Regions from separate parts of the Mus musculus genome. Here region 1 is linked to region 2. A link is a contact called in public Hi-C data. All regions are on one chromosome and are shown on one strand. The core of a region is the stretch at or near the end of the contact, and the rest is flanking DNA. Distances in the headings are between cores, read along the strand shown.

Region 1 (3,447 bases), core at 494-2,993, 2.8 Mb before region 2:
CATAAAAAAGGCCTGGAATTCATTGTTCAAAGTTTATTTTTAAGCGTTTTTTTTTTTTGAGTTCTGTTTGTAGACATAGAACTATTCTCAAGTTTCAAGTTGTCTACATAAAATATTTCCTGAAATAGGCTCAACTCATTCTGTCCAAATTTTTCAAAGTCATAGTAATTGGCCTCTGGTAAATAGCTTTTACTTTCAATCTGTTCATCTTTATATTCTCTTGTCACCAAGAATGATTCTTTTAGAGTATAGATGGTTGGTAATAAATCTATCAATTCTGTTTTTATAATACTTATGTTAAAATGTTTATTGTTTAGAATATGAGAGGACATCTGGGACATTTGCTTGTTCAAGTTAGAATAATTTATAATTCTAAATTTAAGCTACATCATTAACTCCATTATTATAAAAACAACTAGCTGAAAAATACTATATCAAATTTTATGTAATAAACATCATAGTAATTTTAGAAAAATTAAAGCAAGGCTAAGATAAGGTTGTCCTTTTACAAATGCCTAAATACAAGGTTAAGTGTTATAGAATGTTTAGCAATTAATTAAAAATTAAGGGTAAGAAATATAATACACTATTGCAAGCCATAGATAAAAGCAGCAGTTTTCAACCTGTGGATCATATCCCCTTTTAGGGGTCCAAGGACCCTTTCACAGGGGTCACCTAGTACCATAATGTTTATGGTATTAACATAATATTTACATAAACATAAATATTTACATTATGATTCACTTCAGTAGTGAAATTACATTGTGAAGTAGCATCGAACATAATTTTATGCCTGGGAGTCACTACAACGTGAAGAGCAGTATAACTATGTCATGGCACTGGGAAGATGGAGAGCCACTGGATGAAGGCAATGCTTTTCTGCTTACAGAGTGGATAATGAATGGAGAGAATCAAATGCTCCTGGTGCCACTGTGGTAATTTGATTGTCATATAAAGAGAGCAGACGCACAGAGCCGAGTCCTATGAAACTGTCGTTCCCAACACAGCTTATTCGATTACTTCTCAGCATCCTGGGGGAAGGAAAAAGACATTGTTTGGAGATGAAATATCAGACATTCAATTTTGCCTCTCTGAGAATCAAAAATCATGCCTTTATCAAATATGTAGCATTTGTTACTATTTTGAACGTCTTTCCCCCTAGGGGTGGCTATATTCTGGAAGCCATCCTGGCTGAATAGAATGCATAGAATCACCAGTGCCTTTATTAAGCCGCAGAAGACATGTCACCATGTGGATTTGCAGTCCTATGATGAGGATAACATGTTTTCTTTTGATGATATAATTATGTTTGCCTGATCACATCATGTCCTAAGTCACCTACTCAGAGTCCTTGGAGCCCAGCGATTTGTGTATTCAGAAGAGTATGACATTTGAGATGGAAGAGAAGGAGGGAGGGAAGAATCAATAGGCAATGCAGACGGAGAACTGAGGGCATTTCAGGGACTTAGTGACTCACTGTCTGACAAGAACAGAGGGAGTCAAGCGTGACTGAGCATCCACCAAGCCTGCATCCGATTGTTTTATTTATGAAAAAATCTGTCCATAGTTTCAAGTTCAGAACTCCCCAAAGGAATAAATGCAATATACAACAAAGGTTAAATAGGTTGGCCTTGAATAAACTCTACTTTTGACATTGTCATTAACAGGATTAACAGTGTTGTCATTTCCTTGCTGCTGCTAAAGCACTGGCTTAGTTCCCAGTTCCTTCCTCTCTGAGCTGTTTATCGGGTGGTTTTCAAGAAGGAAGAAACCCTCATTTACAAATCTGTAGTTGCATTACCTATTATTCAGAACTCATGAAAAATTAATTTATTGATCTTTCCACACTCAGGGTAATCACTCCACCAGAAGAAGGAGGCAAATATAAAAAGAGAAACATTATGCTGGCTAGTTTTATGTCAACTTGACACAAGCTATAGTCGTTAGGAAAAAGAAGACCTCAGTTGAGAATATAACCCTAGAATATTGGTCTGTGCACAATCCTATTTTACATTCTTTTTGATTGGCCATTGGTATGGGAAGGCTGAAATCTGTGGGCATGTACCACCCATGGATTTGATTGGTAGACTGAACAATTCATGAAAAGCAAGCCAAGCAATCAGCACTCATTTAGGACCTCTGCATCCATTCCTGCTTCCAGACACCTGCCTTGAGTTCATGCAAACACATACACAGTTCCTTCGATAAGGAACCATGACCTCAAAGTATATGAGTAAGTAAATCCTTTCCCTTCCATTTTTTTTCTTGGTCATGGAATGATATCACAGCAAACAAACTCTAAGACAGATGATGAAAATGTTGTTGCTTTAAAACAATATGTTCAGTAATAAACAAAAAATAAAAATATTCTATTTCTTCTTAGCCATAGATAAGAAGAAAGATGGTGCCCTCCTATCCAGGCATCACTGGATAGTCAGAAACAAATGCACATGTCCTTATCAGCAATTTCCTTTGTCACGAATAACGGAGATAAGTGGGCTTTATCTTACTGGAGTTCTGAGACCCTTGAGGGAATTGAAAAAAACTTCTCTTTTGAAAAAAATTCCAGCACATGAATAGAGCCAGCTTTGCCTGATGTCTGATGTCTCAGGACATTTCATAACTTGTTGAACTATGCACATGTATTGCTAACTATCCTATTATTGCTGAGGAATTCAAATGTTCAGAATACCAAACCTCAGAGACTGTGTAGAAGGATAGATCTAGACACTTCTACTCTCGTAGATGGAAACCACAAGTTTGACTCTCAATTGCTCTATATTTCTTGGAACAACTGAACTGAGGAGAAAGAGTGCGGGTACAACATAAACAGGAGAAATGCATCCGTAGAGAGAAAATGGAGAAAGCTGATTTCAGAGAACTTTTAGGCAGTATTCTGTTTTTGTATCTACTCAAAATAAATACTTTGATATGCTGTCCAGGGTGATACTACAGACTGAATTATGACTCCCCTAATTCACACATTGAAGCTCTTATCACCTAATTTGACTGCCTTTGGAGAGAGCCTATATCATTTTCTAAACTTTTATATAAAGAGAAAGACACCCTGAAGACCGCATACATCTCACTTTCTCTGCTTATCTCTACATAAGAATGCAGACTGAAGGCCATGTGCATCTACAGCAGTAAACTAGGCAAGAACAAAGCCTGTAGCTTAGAAGATGGACTGAAAAAAAACTTGAATTTCATGGTGAATATCTATATCCAGAAACATGAGAGATGTGTGTGCAGTGTTCAGTCTGTGGTATCGTGCTGTGGCAGCACAGATGGGCTGATATGGATAAATTTCTAACCGGTTCCCCTTACCTTCTTCATAGTATTTCTATTACCAACGAAAAGACCCTCAACATCTGTGGAAGAAGGGAAGTGCTCTCATTTGTTGAGTAATCTTGGACAGCCAAAGGAAATAAAGAAGCAGGCGTATTT
Region 2 (3,254 bases), core at 38-2,537:
ACTCCCCCAAAAGGTGGGCATTTATAGGCAAAATATTGAGCCCTGTCATTTGTCATTATGCCTGATGGATTGTCATTTTAGGTCCCTCTGTTGCTGCAGAAGATCAGAAAGACTTTTGTTACGTACTGATGACGAATAAGATGTCAGATCTCTACAGTCCTTTTTCTGATCCCATGGTCCTGCAACACCCTGAGAAATGACCCCCTACTATACATAGAAATAGTGAATAAAGTGTGAAAATGGTTTTTCTTATTCAGTTGAGACTGGAAAGTGGAAGTTAGCATGTTAGAAATATGATTCAATGTCAACCATCCTGCAACCGAGGAACCAAGGATAATAAATTGATAGGCGATAGTTTGCTTCCCCCTAGTGGTGAAGATGGCTCTGGTACTTGAGTTCCACATGTGTTTAGGACTTGAATTTCTTATGAATTGTTTTGAATTAGTGATATATATTTGTGATGCTGTATCATAGTGCCAAAACCATTTTGCAGCTACTTAACAACCGAATCAATAGTATCTGCGGCAGTCAAAGGTCGTCGTGACCCATCTAATTTCTTTCTGACTCACCATCTCAACTCATGAAACAAATTAATTCTGATTTGCTGCAAAGTAACCTTAAAGAAAGATATGCATGTGATTGTGTTACTTACTGTCCTAGTAGGTAGCTTTGATTGTTACCCTGATGTGCAGTTACCCGAGAAGAGAACTGAACTCAGAACTCTCCTTCCCTACCCTTTTCCTTCCCCAATCAAGCTGGTGTCAGGCATTACTTAGGGGAGGTTTGTTATGCTCTGTCCAGCTGATCAAATTCCAAGGGGTGGCCGTGTTTTCTCATGTTTAGCCAGTTTCAACTTCACTGCAATAACTGTGCCCATCCTTTCTAACTTTAAAAATAAAATCAGCCAAGCATTTTTTCATACCGGCAATTTCTCTGGAAACTCTCTCTCTTGCCCTGGCACATGGTTAGTGCTAATTATTTCATTTTTAAACCTACCACTGGTGGAGCAAGGCTGTGCCAGGGTGGGGTTGGTCCAGTGCCCAACCTTTTGCTATGAGCCAATGAATTATTTGTGCTTCTGCCTCCAAACAATGTCATATTCATCTTTGTATCCTCAGGACCCAGCAGCACTCAAGGGATAGTGTAGTGCTCCCAAGATATGGAGAATAAATCTAAAATAGTTGGATTTAGGAGAGAACAGAATAGGTTCAACACAACACACACCTGATGGTATTACATTAAGACCGTCTTGCTAAAGGACAGGGAGAATAGGGTACAGGGTTCAAGGTTTGGCTGTAGCAAGAGCAGATCAAGCTAATGGTCTGCAAACAAGCTAATTGGCATACAGACTACATTGTTGCAGTCTCTCTGCTTCTAATTATATTCAAAATGTTCCCCCAGCAAGAAGTAAAAAAAACGAACTCACATCTGTTTGAGATCCCCAGGCGCAAGAAGGAGCGGATGGAGTGATAATGAGCCAGGATGTCACTTCTGCTGGGGGAAAGCTTGTTTACTTTGCATTTTGTCACATGAACCCTTTGTGAGGAACAATGACTATGATACCTACCTCTTCTGGGGGAGAAGCCAAGATGAGGGTGCTGACTGCCTTGTCAGCCCTTGCAATGGGTCTCAGTTCCCAAGGGATAAACCCCCATTCAGCTGTGAGAAGTAACAATCAGATCATAAACGGGGCATGGTCATGAGTCACGCTTTGGCTCAGATTCTGTAAACCGATTCCTCTTTAGCAATGGCCAGAACAAGAGATCACAGGAACTGATGGCATTGCCTGATGTGAGACGCCTGGAAATTTCCACTACAGGGGGATGATGTCATGGGACTTGATACCAAATTTAGCCATTAAAGAAATTTAAGGATGAAAACTACATACAAGTGAGAAGTAGATTTGATGTCTTCTTTCATGTGAAGAGACTAAAAATAAGTTCTTGGTGGACCTATAGATGTGGAATACTGTCACAGCTTATCTACATAAATCAAAAGGTTGAGGTATACAGTACTACGCCAATGGATGAGCCTTCAAAGCATTTGGCTGAATGGAAAACTATAACCATAAAGGGCGTACTCTTAATTTTGTATTTCCCTGGAATGCCAAGAATCCTCAGATCTATAGAGACGGCTAGACAATGAGAGAGAAAGGATATGAGGGTTTTTATTTGGGGGTGATGACTATGATTCTGGAAGTGACCAAGTTGTCCCTTTCATTTTGTGTAGTTTCTAATTATATCTTTGCATGTGATCCCTATGGGGTGTATGAATCTAAGTAGAGTTGCCTTCAGAGTCCAGAAGATGTTGGATTTCCTGGAACTGGAATTGCAGGTGGTGGGGAAGTTCCCAACATGGCACCTGAGTGCTGACCTAGAGTCCTCTGCATACACTTAATACTGACTATCATGAGAAAGGTAGTACACTGAAGAAATGTGGCTGTGCCACTCAGTGAATGTCAGCACCACGACGCGCTGGAGGCGAGGGTTCTGTGGGTCTTTTGTAGGATGGGCACAAGTCATTTTGCAGACGTCTGTGCCAAGGATGCAGTCCGAGTCTGAAGGGGAAGAGCAGGAACTCTAAACCGAGGAAGACCCTATTAAGCAGATCTGTATTATTAAAAAATATCAAGGTCATTAACAATGACCCAAGGGCTTTTGTGTGTAAAGGAAAGGAGAGAACTGCACAGCCTAGGTGTAACCTGGTCCCTGCATCAGGAGAAAATATTAAAAAAAAAACACAACCCCAGGGTTGAGGCCATGGCTCCAGTGGATATTGTGCTCAATACATAAGCCTGGGGACAATTGGGGATCTCCAGCAAATTGGAGCAAACGCTACAGGTAGGAACTGTGACAACATTAATTTCTTGAGTTTGATCATTGCACTGTATTTATTTAGCTTTTAGGAAACACAGACTGAAGTATTTATGGGTAAGTAACATCTGCACTTCATGCTCAAATAGTTCAGTAACAAATTTGTGTGTGTATGTGTGTGTGCCATGCACAACCACACAACACAGGAAACACTATCTTTTAAAAATCCCTGTAGAATAGCCTGATTGGAAAGCCAAAGTCCCCCTTAACAACACAGCTGGGAGCCAGCAAGCACATGAAGAGGCACCTCCTAGATGGGACCCAGGAGGAGAGCATGCCCAGCATACAAAGACATCCCGAGGACAGTGCATTTCTCTCTCCAGCAGTGCCAAGAAGCCTGCTGTTCTCATGAACATCCGTGTGCACTCTCTGCCCCATCCC

Evidence for each region. A called contact is a pair of places that touch in the nucleus more often than the background predicts.
Region 1: a Hi-C map of the N1E-115 cell line shows a contact between it and region 2, with 4 times the contacts expected there. The contact joins two enhancer-like sites. A contact is called at or near these places in 2 of 39 promoter capture datasets (cranial neural crest and embryonic stem cells), 4 of 484 Hi-C or Micro-C datasets (the N1E-115 cell line, cerebral cortex and cortical neurons) and 1 of 115 datasets of contacts at active chromatin or transcription factors (astrocytes).

The regions. Positions count from the first base shown.
Region 1 is chr5:48,232,922-48,236,368 of GRCm38.p6, reverse strand. It overlaps Slit2 (slit guidance ligand 2), which reads right to left. Exons shown (of 36, transcript NM_178804.5): 18 at 888-1,031. Among named protein-coding and RNA genes, the nearest start is that of Mir218-1, 11 kb to the right of the region's middle. Within about 2 kb of position 1,743, at least 4 of the 459 cell types and tissues checked have an H3K27ac peak or open chromatin away from gene starts, as enhancers often do. A contact at or near this core is called in the N1E-115 cell line, where this site is marked.
Region 2 is chr5:45,471,509-45,474,762 of GRCm38.p6, reverse strand. No RefSeq gene overlaps it. Among named protein-coding and RNA genes, the nearest start is that of Clrn2, 19 kb to the right of the region's middle. Within about 2 kb of position 1,287, at least 45 of the 459 cell types and tissues checked have an H3K27ac peak or open chromatin away from gene starts, as enhancers often do. A contact at or near this core is called in the N1E-115 cell line, where this site is marked.